Regions from separate parts of the Mus musculus genome. Here region 1 is linked to region 2. Evidence: chromatin contacts called from public HiChIP or PLAC-seq data. All regions are on one chromosome and are shown on one strand. Each heading gives the region's core, a stretch centred on a gene start, on an enhancer-like site or on the middle of the called end of the contact. The rest is flanking DNA. Distances are from core to core; before and after follow the strand shown. Region 1 overlaps Zfp710 (zinc finger protein 710). Region 2 overlaps Wdr93 (WD repeat domain 93).

Region 1 (5,206 bases), core at 1,862-4,361, 280 kb before region 2:
GGGTGGAAACTTGACGGAACCACAGCCTACACCTCTCGTACTTCTTTGTGACACACAAATGTGGGCATACATTTGATGAGCATCTCTGTGTGCTGGCTAGCTCCCATACACTCCTAGGGTGGTAGTGAACAAGAGCCTCATGCCATATGGAAGCAAAAGTGAAAAAACGGCCAGTCATACACACTACGGTGAAGCTGTGTGGGGAGGAGAGTATCGGGCAGTGGACAGCGGGCCCTCTGGTATCAGAGGAGCATGTGCAGAGGGCGCTGCATAGAATCATTTTAAGTAGTGTGTTAAACGTAAGGTAACGTAAGGTAAATGCTTATTTGTAGGATGATTGTGGTCCCAGCATGTGGGTGGTAGAGAGATGGGAAGACAGAGGTGCCAAGATCATCCTTGGCTACAAAGTGAGTGCAGGCTAGCCTGGGCTACAAGTGAGGCCCTATCTCAAAAACAAACAAATAAAGCAGGGCTGGGGAGATGTCTGCTATGCAATCATTGGGACCTGAATTAAGAAACCCAGAAGCTGGGATGTCACCTAGACCTGTAGCCCCATGACCCCTGGGGCCTGCTGCCTGCCAGGCTCACTCTTAGCTTAGTGAGGAGACACTCTGTCACAGAAAGATGGTAGAGTGTGATAAGGCAGACGCCCGATGCTCCCTGGCCCATGTGCCTAGGTGTGTGCACACGAGCACACACACAAACACATACCACATATACACACACACCGCACATATACACACAATACATAATTAAGAACAACAAAGTTCCCCTTTGTTTTGAAAAGGCTTTAAGGAATTCTGCTGACAGGCTACAGGAGCACCAGTGTCTAGAAATGAAAACACAGCTACTTCTGAGATGACAGAGAAAAACAGCCCACAATTGGGTCCTGACCTCTTGGTGTCCTGGGAGGAGTTTGAGACGAGGACAGAAAAATGTCATTCGGTGGGACCTTCAGAGACTGTAATCTACACTCTTAAAAAGTCTTGTATTATTTTTTGTGCATGAGTGTTTTGCCTGCATGTGTATCTGTACACTGTGTGCCTGGTGCCCTTGGAGAACAGAGGAGTGTGTCCGATCCTCGGGAACTGACTGGAGCTATAGACAGGTGTGAGCTACCGTGTGGGTGCTGGGAACCAAACCCGGGGGCTTTTACCCCGAGCCATCTCTGCGGCCCTTCAATCCCTTTTTGAAATAAGTAACAAAAACAATCATAGCTTGGTACTCAGTTTGACGGTGAGCAAAATTAACCCAAAAATATGACTTTATGAAGAAGGAAAATGCGGTAGGATGCCATGAAGGAGATTCCTCATATACAAGAGGGTGGGCAGTGGTGGTACGTGTGTGTGTGTGTGGGGGGGAAGCCTACAGTGTGGGCATGTGTTCTCAAAGAGACTGAAGCACTGGGGTGTCACCCTGGGAGGAAGAGGCATGACCAGAGACCACACTGGGACCAGCTCCTCAGGAATGCTGGGAGGACTAGTGACACCATGGAGCTCTCGATGGCACACGTGTATGCCTGAGGTCTGGGTTTCCTCACAAGCCCCCAGCAGAGCCTGCTGGCTCACCTGGCATCATGGCCACCGTGCCTAAGAGGCTCTGGGTCTCACATGCACACTGGTACCTTCTCCCTTGCCAGCAAGTCAGCTAGGGCCTCAATAGTTCCCATCTTTTAAGTCTAATGCATGCTTGGTGCCATTTCCACCTGAATAGCGTCTCCTTTCCACCAGAGGAGTGGAGAAATGCAAAGCACACCAAAAACCTCCGGGACTGTAGAAATGTCAGGCAACACCCCAGTGTGCTCCATGGGACACAGCCCTGACCAAGGAGCCTTTGGACCCAACTCTAACAGGTGTGGCCACCTGGGTCTCAACTTGTGCAAGGTGCAGGGCATGAAAGAGGTGTGGCAGCTGATGGCCAAGGCAAGAGCAGGGTTAAAGTTGCAAGGTCGCCAGACGAGACCATACAGGGCAGGTACTCCACAGTACCTGGTTTCAGTCACCAAAGCTCAAAATTACGGCTAGATTACATCTGATATTCTCAGGCTCAGGGCTGTGCTGGGGTGACTCTGTGCTGGCCCCCAGCTGCCCCTGCAGGGAGTCCTACCTTATGTCACATGGCTGGGCCCTGTCCACTTCTGCCTCGTAGCCTGGATGTAGGCCGGGCTTCAACCTCTTAAACCCCTATCCATGAAATGAAGATAGCACACACCCAGCCATCCAGGTTGGCTATGGACCCAGTGAGATAACCTTTCCGGTCAGCTGGGTCCAGCTATAAATAAGTTAACTGAAGCAGGAGAGAGCATTCCATGACTCACAGGAGGTAAAAAACAAAGGCCATGCCTCCAACTGGCGATCCCTTTTCCCCTTGCAATTTTCCCGGATACACCTTTCAGCAGAGCTGTAAACCAGTAAACAACTTGAAGGTACTCAACCTGACAAATCCAGAGTCCTCTACAACACAGCTGGCTTGCACAGACTCTTCAAAGACAATGTCTCTCTCTCTCTCACACACACACACACACACACAACACACACACACACACACACACACAGAGAGAGAGAGAGAGAGAGAGAGAGAGAGAGAGAGAGAGAGAGAGAGAGAGAACGGGGGACTGGTCTGAGTCAAAAGCTAAAAAACAAAACCAAATGTACAGCACGGATAGGAAAGAGGCACCAGAGACACTTTCAGAGAAGCAGGAAAATTCACAAAGGATGATGTAATGGACGGTATCGCTGAGTAACAATGTTTCTAGGTGTGATCAAGATCCCAGGTGGGAAGCCCTGGCTCTGAGGAACAGCAAATATGTGGGATGGACCTCCATGATAGAGCGTCACCTGTCAGTCAATTTCACAATGAAGCCTTATGAGTAAATCAGGCCTTGTGGGCAGGCTGTGACTTGTTCCTTGGGTCTACTGGGCCTGGCTTTAGTTTCTTCTGCCCATGGCGGAGAGCAATGGTGTGTAAAGCAGGCTGCAGTGTTCCTAGTCTGCAGGGCAGATATTAAAAATGCTACATGGACCAAACAGTGGGATGACTAGGCAAGTGAGCGCTCAGACCTGTCAGGGAAGCCCAGCTGCTGCAGACAGAGAGGAAGTTGCAGAGTGGGCAACGGCTTGGTAGCTCTGCTGCTCAGCTCAGAACGGAGACTGGCCACCCAGGCTTGCTGGGATGACCCTGAACCCTCAGCTGCTTCCTCTCTGGGGGGGGGGGGGGGGGCAGCACCTGGTCTCCCACTGCTCATCTCTCAGCGCGTAGACAGCCTGTTTCCATTCCTGTAGCCTGTTTTGGACCCACTGTTCTGTGGGGTCCACGGCACTTTAAGGGCAGGAACCACAAGTGTCGGGTCAGAGTTTGTCCCCACCTTCCCGGTGCAGCTAGATGGTGGCAAGCTTTCCCCAGAGGCGGTACTTGGTGGTAATCAGGCCTCAGCCTCCCCCTTCAGAACAAGGGTTCTTTCAGCTGATTCTCTAGGGAACCTTACTCAGCTCAGAGCTCTCCCAGTGCTCAAGGGCAAAGCAGTCTTCCCATTGGCCTTGTCCAGTGCACCAGAGCCATGGGAGAGTCCCGAGGCAGCGGGGCCACCTTCCCAAAGCCTCAGTGGGGGATTTCCAGGGAACGCAGCCACCTAGACTGGGCCTACCCCAGACCCCAGTAAGATTGAAAGGTCCTTCAAATAACTGAAAGTAAACTTGAGAGCCCTGCCCTCTGTCCCACCACCCAGTGTCCTTTCCCTTCCAGCCACTCAAGAGCCCCCCCATCTCTTCAGCCTGCCCTGCACCCTCACCTTTCTGTGCTGTGGCCTCCCTGTCTCCACCTCCCCAGATACCAGCATTCTTCAAGGCTCAAGTGTCTCTTCAGGAACACAAGTCACTTCTCCAAGAGAGAAGACAGAGAGTTTCCTGTTGTGTGGAACTGAGCACAAAAGCTGGAGAAAGAGTCATTAAGAACCCAGCACCTTGTTCCTCCTGAGAGCCTCAGGACCTCAGGAGAGCTTTAGGCAAGAAAGTCATATAACATTGTGACAGACACACAGACACACACAGAAAGACAGAAAGCCACACACACACAACCTTGAGGTGCAAGGAATGAAACCTGGAGCCTTGTACAGGCTAGGTAAACATCCTACCACTGAGCAACAGGCACAGCCTTGCCACCAATGTTTGTTGGTTTTGTGAGTTTTGTTTTCTCGGGGAGCCTCACAGAAGCCCTGGATCACTTCCAACTTGTGGCAATTCTCCTGTGCCCACCTCCCAAGTGCTGGTATTAGAGGTCCACGCCACCATGCCGGATGCCATGCACATTCTGGCGATCTGGGGGGACAGGGCAGTGTCCCGGTGTGGCTGCTTGACCTTTCACACGCCCCACTGCGGTCCCCGGTGGCACGGCCCTGCCTGCGTGGACTCTGCTCTTCCTGAGAATGATGGCCAGGTCTGTTCTGTCACCAGGGACTGGGACAGGCTTTCTTTCCACTGTGGCCAGTAGGGTTGACAGCTGAATGCAGGGAGGAGTGGCGAGCAAGTGCTAACAATGAGAATTCATTCCAGGCTCCCGATGGGCAGAGACCATCTGGACAGACCCAGAGGCCACCGGAGGGACGCCCCTTGGTGAGGAGGACATTCACTCCAGCCACTTCAGAGAAACCCAAGGAGCCCGGTGTCACTAAAAAAGAACATTAAAATCGAATGGCACCCGATGAATGGCTGGGAAACGTTACACATCAATCCAGTCGAGGGTTTTCCACTCTTAGATAAAGCAAAGGAAAGAGAAGAGTGAACTGGAGGAGGGGCAGGGGAAGGAAGCTGGGAGAGGAGGGCAGAGTCTCAAACTCTAGAGTTTACAGAGAAAGGGGAGGGAGAGACAAGGAGAGAACAGGAAGGGGAAGCTGAAGTTTTCCCCCTTAGAAATGGAAGTCACTACAGCAAAGCTGTCCTTGGCTCTGGGCAGGCCCAGGGTGGGGAGGTCAAACTCCAAACTACCAAAGACAGGCTCCACTGGGCCTGCCGTGCCTCTGGATGGGCTGCTGGTACCACCACCTAGGTAGGGCCCCAACTCAGAAGGCCTACTCTTGGTCACATGTTCACATGACTGTCCTGAAATTCTTACTCATTTTCCAACACAGGGTCCATGTTTCTATTTGTCACCCGGGCCCTGAAAATTATGTAGCCGCTCCTGGCTGACCTTTCCAGAGGACATTTCTGCAAGC
Region 2 (5,771 bases), core at 990-3,489:
ACAAAGAAACCCTGTCTCAAAAAAAAAAAAAAAAAAAAAAGACAGCATTCATAATGACCCAGCTGGTAATGATGACAGGAGAGGTGAATTTTATAATGGCATGATACGTAGGAACCTTTGGTATTGGCTAATCAATCATGGTGTTTCCAGGCATGGCATGGGCAGGAAGCCCCCTGTATAAGCCCTTTCTTCCTACTCTTTTTGCCTAAAATGTCTGTCATGCAGGGCTGTCTTATCCTGTCCCGTGTTCCCCATTGTAATGCCCAATGACCATGAACTACAGTCTACAAAGCTAGGAGCCAAAGAAACCTTTTCTACTCACAAGTTAATCATCTGAGGTATTTTGTTACAGTGCCAGGAAGTTGACCGACACAATAATGATATCTCTCAAAACTAAAAACCAGGGGCTAAGGGGACAGCTCCATCTGTAAAGTGACAGTGCACAAATGTGATCAGTGCTGGGAAGGTAAGGGACAAAGGACCCCTGGGGCCTCAGAGGACAGCTAGCCTGCCCGGCCTGGCAAGCCCCAGGCCAGTGAAGGACTCTGTCTCAAAAACAAACAAATAGGGTTGAAGATGTCTCCGTGGCTAAGAGCACGCACTGCTCTTGGCAGAGGACCTGCATTTCATTTCCAGCACCCAAGTCGGGTGGCTCACAACTGCCTGTAACTCCAGCTCCAAGGGATCAACTCCGCTTTCCCAGGGCACTGAACTCACATGTAGATGCACCCATACACACCAGTACAACAAAATCAACCAAACAAATCAAACGGAAAAGCCAAAATAACCCGACCGGAAGTCCCCAAGGTAAGCGGTAACTAAAAATAAGAAGGGATAGCCTCGGAGGTGCTGGCCTCTATAGACACCACACACATGTCTCCTCATATGACCCTGCACATGTATGCACACATCTACAGAAAGTCATATGCTGAAGCAATATAAAGTCAGACACAAGCACATGCATGAAACCGGACCTTAACTTGGTGAAATGCCAGGCTGAGTGACCAGGAAGGAATGTCAATGGTGGTGCTGATGACTTGGGGTGGGGGTGGTGGGAGTATGGGTTATTTAAATTTACTTTTTTGCATATTCATGTTTTCCAAAGTTTTATAAATATGTATACACACACACTAAAAATACAATTCTCTTTCTGTTTTTGGAACAATGTTTTGCTACATTTGCTAGGCTGGTCTCAAATCCCCACCTTTCTGCCTCAGCACCCCAAGTGCTAAGGTGGCACGGTGGCACCATGTCTGGCTTCTCATCAGGTATCTATGACAAGATCACTTGGTTAAGGTGAAGGGAAGTGAGTTACCCAGACTGCGGTGGTCTGGTTGGTGGTCCAGGGGCCCTGGGTCAACTCCCACAGGCAGGTGTCATGTTACTGACCTCTGGGTAAAGTGGGAAATGTCACCCTATAAGGAGTAAGGCTGGCTGAGCATAGAAAGATGGGGAAGGAAGCAAGATTAAACTGGGAGGCCACAGAGCCCCGCCCACTCCAGGAGCAAAAGCAAGCTCAGACCATGGCCTTGGGAAGCACTCCACTACTGTTTGCAGTCTGTTTGCCAAAACAATGGCGGTGTTCTGTGGGAAAGCTACAGGAAAACACAAGGAAAACCACCACACCTGCTCACCGCCCCACTGTACCCATGTCCCACAAATACACACCCCCATCTTCTTCCTGACTCAAAACCAGGATGGGACTATCGTCATGGCTTATCAGTTCTCCCTGTCTTTTTCTTTTGAAAACTTCCATGCCTGTTAAAAGGGTGCAGAGTCCGATGGCCCTTCACCCACATTCGCTGACCTCAGCTCTAGTTCCCTTGGGCTCTCTATAAACATTTCCCTGGATTTCACCATCTCTTACCATTTTTACTTTCTGTCTCTATAAATACGCTCCTGAGTCATTTGGAAGTACAGTGTAGAAATCGTGACACTTTCCCCTACATTTATCTGAAGCGCAGGTCCCCAGGGTCCAGAATGCTCCTGAGCATTGCTGCCAAACCTCTGACCCACGCAGTGTCAGCCGAACAGCCCCTCCTCCAGAGTCCCTTCCTCTCCCAAGATCCATGAGACCGCGTTCCTTTCTTGATCAAGCAACAGACGTCCCCAAGTGAGATACAGAGAGCCTCTTAAGTTGCTCAGCAAAGAAGGGCAAAGCAGGCAGGGGGCTGGAGTGCAGCTCAGGGGTGGTGGCTAGCCTAGCAGGCAAAGAGGAAAGTGCAGGCTGGCCCTGCGAAATAGAAAGCAGAGGGGAACTGTGCTGCCACCTAGTGGTCATATTTAGGATTTCCCCAGGCTCCCACATGTCTGTCTCTTTCTCTGTCTCTCTCTGCGTCTGTCTCTCTCTCAACTGTTTTAGATTTATTTCACTTTATGTGTATGGGGGTTTTGCCTGCATATATGTGTGTTCACTGCATTCATGCAGTGCCCCAGAGGCCAGAAGATAATGTCACTTCCTCTGGAAGTGGATTACAGGCAGTTGTAAGCCACCCTGTGAGTGCTGAGAATCAAACCCCAGTCTTTTGCAAGAGCTCTTAACCTCTGACTCATCTCTCCAGCCCTCAGACATTCTGATTTTAACAGAAGGGGACAGCGTACCTACTGATGGGCTAAACATCATGTGGATTTGGGGCTGAACAGTCCACTGACCTCCGTAGTTTGCTAAATGGACATAGTATTAAACTGACTTCTACATACATGAATATGGACTGTTCAGCCCCAAATCCACATGTCTGTCCATGTTTGAATAAGGGTGGCCTCCACAGGCTCAGAGATTTGAAGGCTTAGTCACCAGGGAGTGATACTATTTGAAAAGATTAGAAAAATGTGGAGGTGTGGTCTTGTTGGAGAAAGTATGTCACTGTGAGTGGACTCTGAGGTTTCAGAACCCCACACCAGACCCTCACTCCTCTCTGACTGTCTGTCTCTCTCTGTGTCTCGTTCGTCTCTTTTTCCCCTTGGCGATCAAGATGTAGCTCTTGTCTATTTATCCAACTACACCTGCCTGTCTCCATGCTCTCTGCCATGATGATAATGGACTAAGCCTCTGGAACTGTAAGCCAGCCCCCAGTTAAATGCTTCCCTTTATAAGACTTGCCTTAGTCATGGTCTCTTACAGCAATAGAACACTAAGACACACACTATGTCTGGCACTTGGTATTTATTATCTTACCTAAAACCTACAAGCCCTAGAAGTTAGGCCTACTCAAAATACCCGCAACATGGCTCAGCAGTGGTAGATGCTCTGTATCCGTGAGCTTAGGGACAGGCACTGAAAGGGTGACCCAGCCTTTGTCTCCTAGCTAGTAAATGGGAGAGTCAAAGTTCACACCTAGGCCTGTCTGGTCTTAAACCTCTATATCTTGGCCATTGTACTTCCTGAGGGAGAGGTCTAAATGAAGAAAGGGGAGAGACTCTGATGAACCTCATGGGTGTTCCCCTGACTGAAGAAACCACAGAAGCTCAGAGGCTACTTTTTATGAGATAAGTCTTGGAAGGGGATAAACCTATCATCTGGGACGCTCCGGAAAGTCAGGCCAGGGATGAGACGAGCAACCCACAGTTGACCTCTTCCCACCCAAAATAAGCAGCCAGGCCACTGTGGGAACCGTCAAGGATTTATAGCGTCCTGAGATGCCCCGTGAAGTGAGACTCCTGTTCCTTCAGGGAGCCTGCGTCTGTTCATTGGGCTTTGTGAACAGAAAGGAAAGCAAGCAAAGGGTTGGGGAGGGTGAAGTGAATAAAGGATAAGACATCCACCCGCAATAGCCATCTGCGACGGAGAAGAGAATGAAATCAGTGGCAGACGGGCATTTCCTATAAACGGCCAGAGAGTAAACAACTCATACCTGAAAAGTCACGGGCTCTCCATTACAACCACTGCCATGGAGACACACAAGCGGCCACCGATTATCTGTGAAGCTGTGTTCCAGTGAGACTTTATTTAAAATCACTGGGCTCTGGACAGATAGACAGTGCTCAGGCCAAGAGCCCAGTGCTAGATGTGGGATACCTCCTTTTGAAATGTTTGTCAAGAAGGAGTACCAGATACCCCCACTCCCCAACAACACTCCGTATTGCTAAATGGACATAGTATTAAACTGACTTCTACATACATGAATATGGACTGTTCAGCCCCAAATCCACATGTCTGTCACTCCCTTCCCACCACGGCATAGGAACATCAAGGCAGAAGTGTGCAAAGTTCACAAGCGCCAGAGACCAGTGTAACACACCGTCTTCTGGACGTGACAGGGACACTGTCCCCAGGAACTCACCCCAGCTGTGGCTCCATACACAGGGACAGCACAGAGCAAGCCAATCAGCACTGCAGTGTGCGTGAAGAAGGGTGCAGAGGCCACCCTCATCTGAGAAGATACTGGGAGGGAACGTCCTTTTTCTCCTGTGATGTAGCCTCTGCCAGGTTCCCTATGCTCTAAAAAAATGGCTCCACAGCAATGTGCACATGAGCAGAACTAACTGGACCCAGTAGGTTTAAAAAACCAACAACAAAGTACACAAAGTTGGATGGGGATGTGGGGGAGGGCGTGTCTGAGGATGTGGAGCAAGGCAGTGGAAGATGAATATGATTAAAATATAATGTGTATACCCATGACATTCTCTAAGAATATAAAAAAAAACAATTATTATAATACAAAAGGAGGCGCTAGAGCACAGCCCTGGCACAAGAAAACAGTTTAATTTTCTAAGTGAGAAACAGCAGGTATGGCCACAGTCACGCGGGAAATGGAGTAAAGCCCTCCCTCCTCTCTGTCCCCCTTCCCTTCCCTTTCTTCTCTTTCTGTATGTGGTGTATGCTTGTATCTGTGTTCATACAGGTGCGTGGGCATGAATGCATGCTCTTTGAGAGCCATCTACCTTGTTTATTATAAAGATAATTTTTTATTATTTTATTTTATGTGTATAGAGCAACAGGTGAAATATTTCTCTGTCTTGTCTCAGCAGGAGCCATCATCGGTTTAACCTGAAACAGAACCCACCCTTTTTGCCCCCTTGCTGTGAAAAGCACCATGAGAAAGTATCCAACTCTGTTTCAGAAACTTGGGGTTGAGTTGAAAGGCCCCGCTAACTGCATTTTTGGGCTTCTGTTAAACTGCTCGCTCACTCGCTTGCTCACTCACTTGCTTGCTCACTCACTTGCTTGCTTGCTTGCCTGCTCGCTTGCTTGCTTTACATCCCTCTACAAACGCTCCCTGTAAAATGTGTTCAAGACTGCTTTGTGAGAAGTGGTTTTTTCTAGGCTTAATACAGATTCTCAATTTGGTCTTTGAGTCTGTACCCACAACATGTAGGGGTTTTACCTGTGTATACATCTGTGCACTGTGTGCATGCCTGAGACCAGGGAAGACCAGAGGAAGGTGTCAAATCTCCTGAAACTCTAGTTCCAGGATGGCTGTGAGCTACCATGTAAGTGATGGGAATCGAACCTAGGTCCTCTTAAAAGAACAGCCCCTTCTCTTAGCTGCTGAACTACCTCTACAGTCTCCACATTGGTTTTTGGGGGCTTCTCCTCGGCCTGGAGCTCACAGAGTAGGATAAGACTCATGTGGTAAAGTCCTTCAGTTAGCAGCAATTAGGTATAGAAAGGCTCTTAGCCAGAAACCACACTCAGTGATGGCTCACCCAGACACAACCATGCAATGGGAGGGCTCTTACCTCTTCTGGAAGACCTGCTCACATCTTTTCTCCACTGGCAACATCTGGGAGAAGTTCACAGCCATTTGAGAAATGGTACACTTTTTGGAGAT

The links. HiChIP or PLAC-seq counts read pairs in DNA pulled down with a chosen protein or histone mark.
Region 1: a contact with region 2 is called in an H3K27ac HiChIP or PLAC-seq map of trophoblast stem cells, with 4 times the contacts expected there. The contact joins two enhancer-like sites. A contact is called at or near these places in 5 of 39 promoter capture datasets (the 3T3-L1 cell line, the SN4741 cell line, cranial neural crest and 2 more), 2 of 115 datasets of contacts at active chromatin or transcription factors (bone marrow-derived macrophages and trophoblast stem cells) and 2 of 9 other capture datasets (embryonic stem cells and pancreatic islet).

The regions. Positions count from the first base shown.
Region 1 is chr7:80,057,241-80,062,446 of GRCm38.p6, reverse strand. All of the region lies in intron 1 of Zfp710 (zinc finger protein 710), which reads right to left. Among named protein-coding and RNA genes, the nearest start is that of Gm51449, 3.5 kb to the right of the region's middle. Within about 2 kb of position 3,111, at least 107 of the 459 cell types and tissues checked have an H3K27ac peak or open chromatin away from gene starts, as enhancers often do. A contact at or near this core is called in bone marrow-derived macrophages and trophoblast stem cells, where this site is marked.
Region 2 is chr7:79,777,214-79,782,984 of GRCm38.p6, reverse strand. Wdr93 (WD repeat domain 93) reads right to left here. Exons shown (of 18, transcript NM_001381990.1): 17 at 5,680-5,771. Among named protein-coding and RNA genes, the nearest start is that of Mesp1, 13 kb to the left of the region's middle. Within about 2 kb of position 2,239, at least 108 of the 459 cell types and tissues checked have an H3K27ac peak or open chromatin away from gene starts, as enhancers often do. A contact at or near this core is called in bone marrow-derived macrophages and trophoblast stem cells, where this site is marked.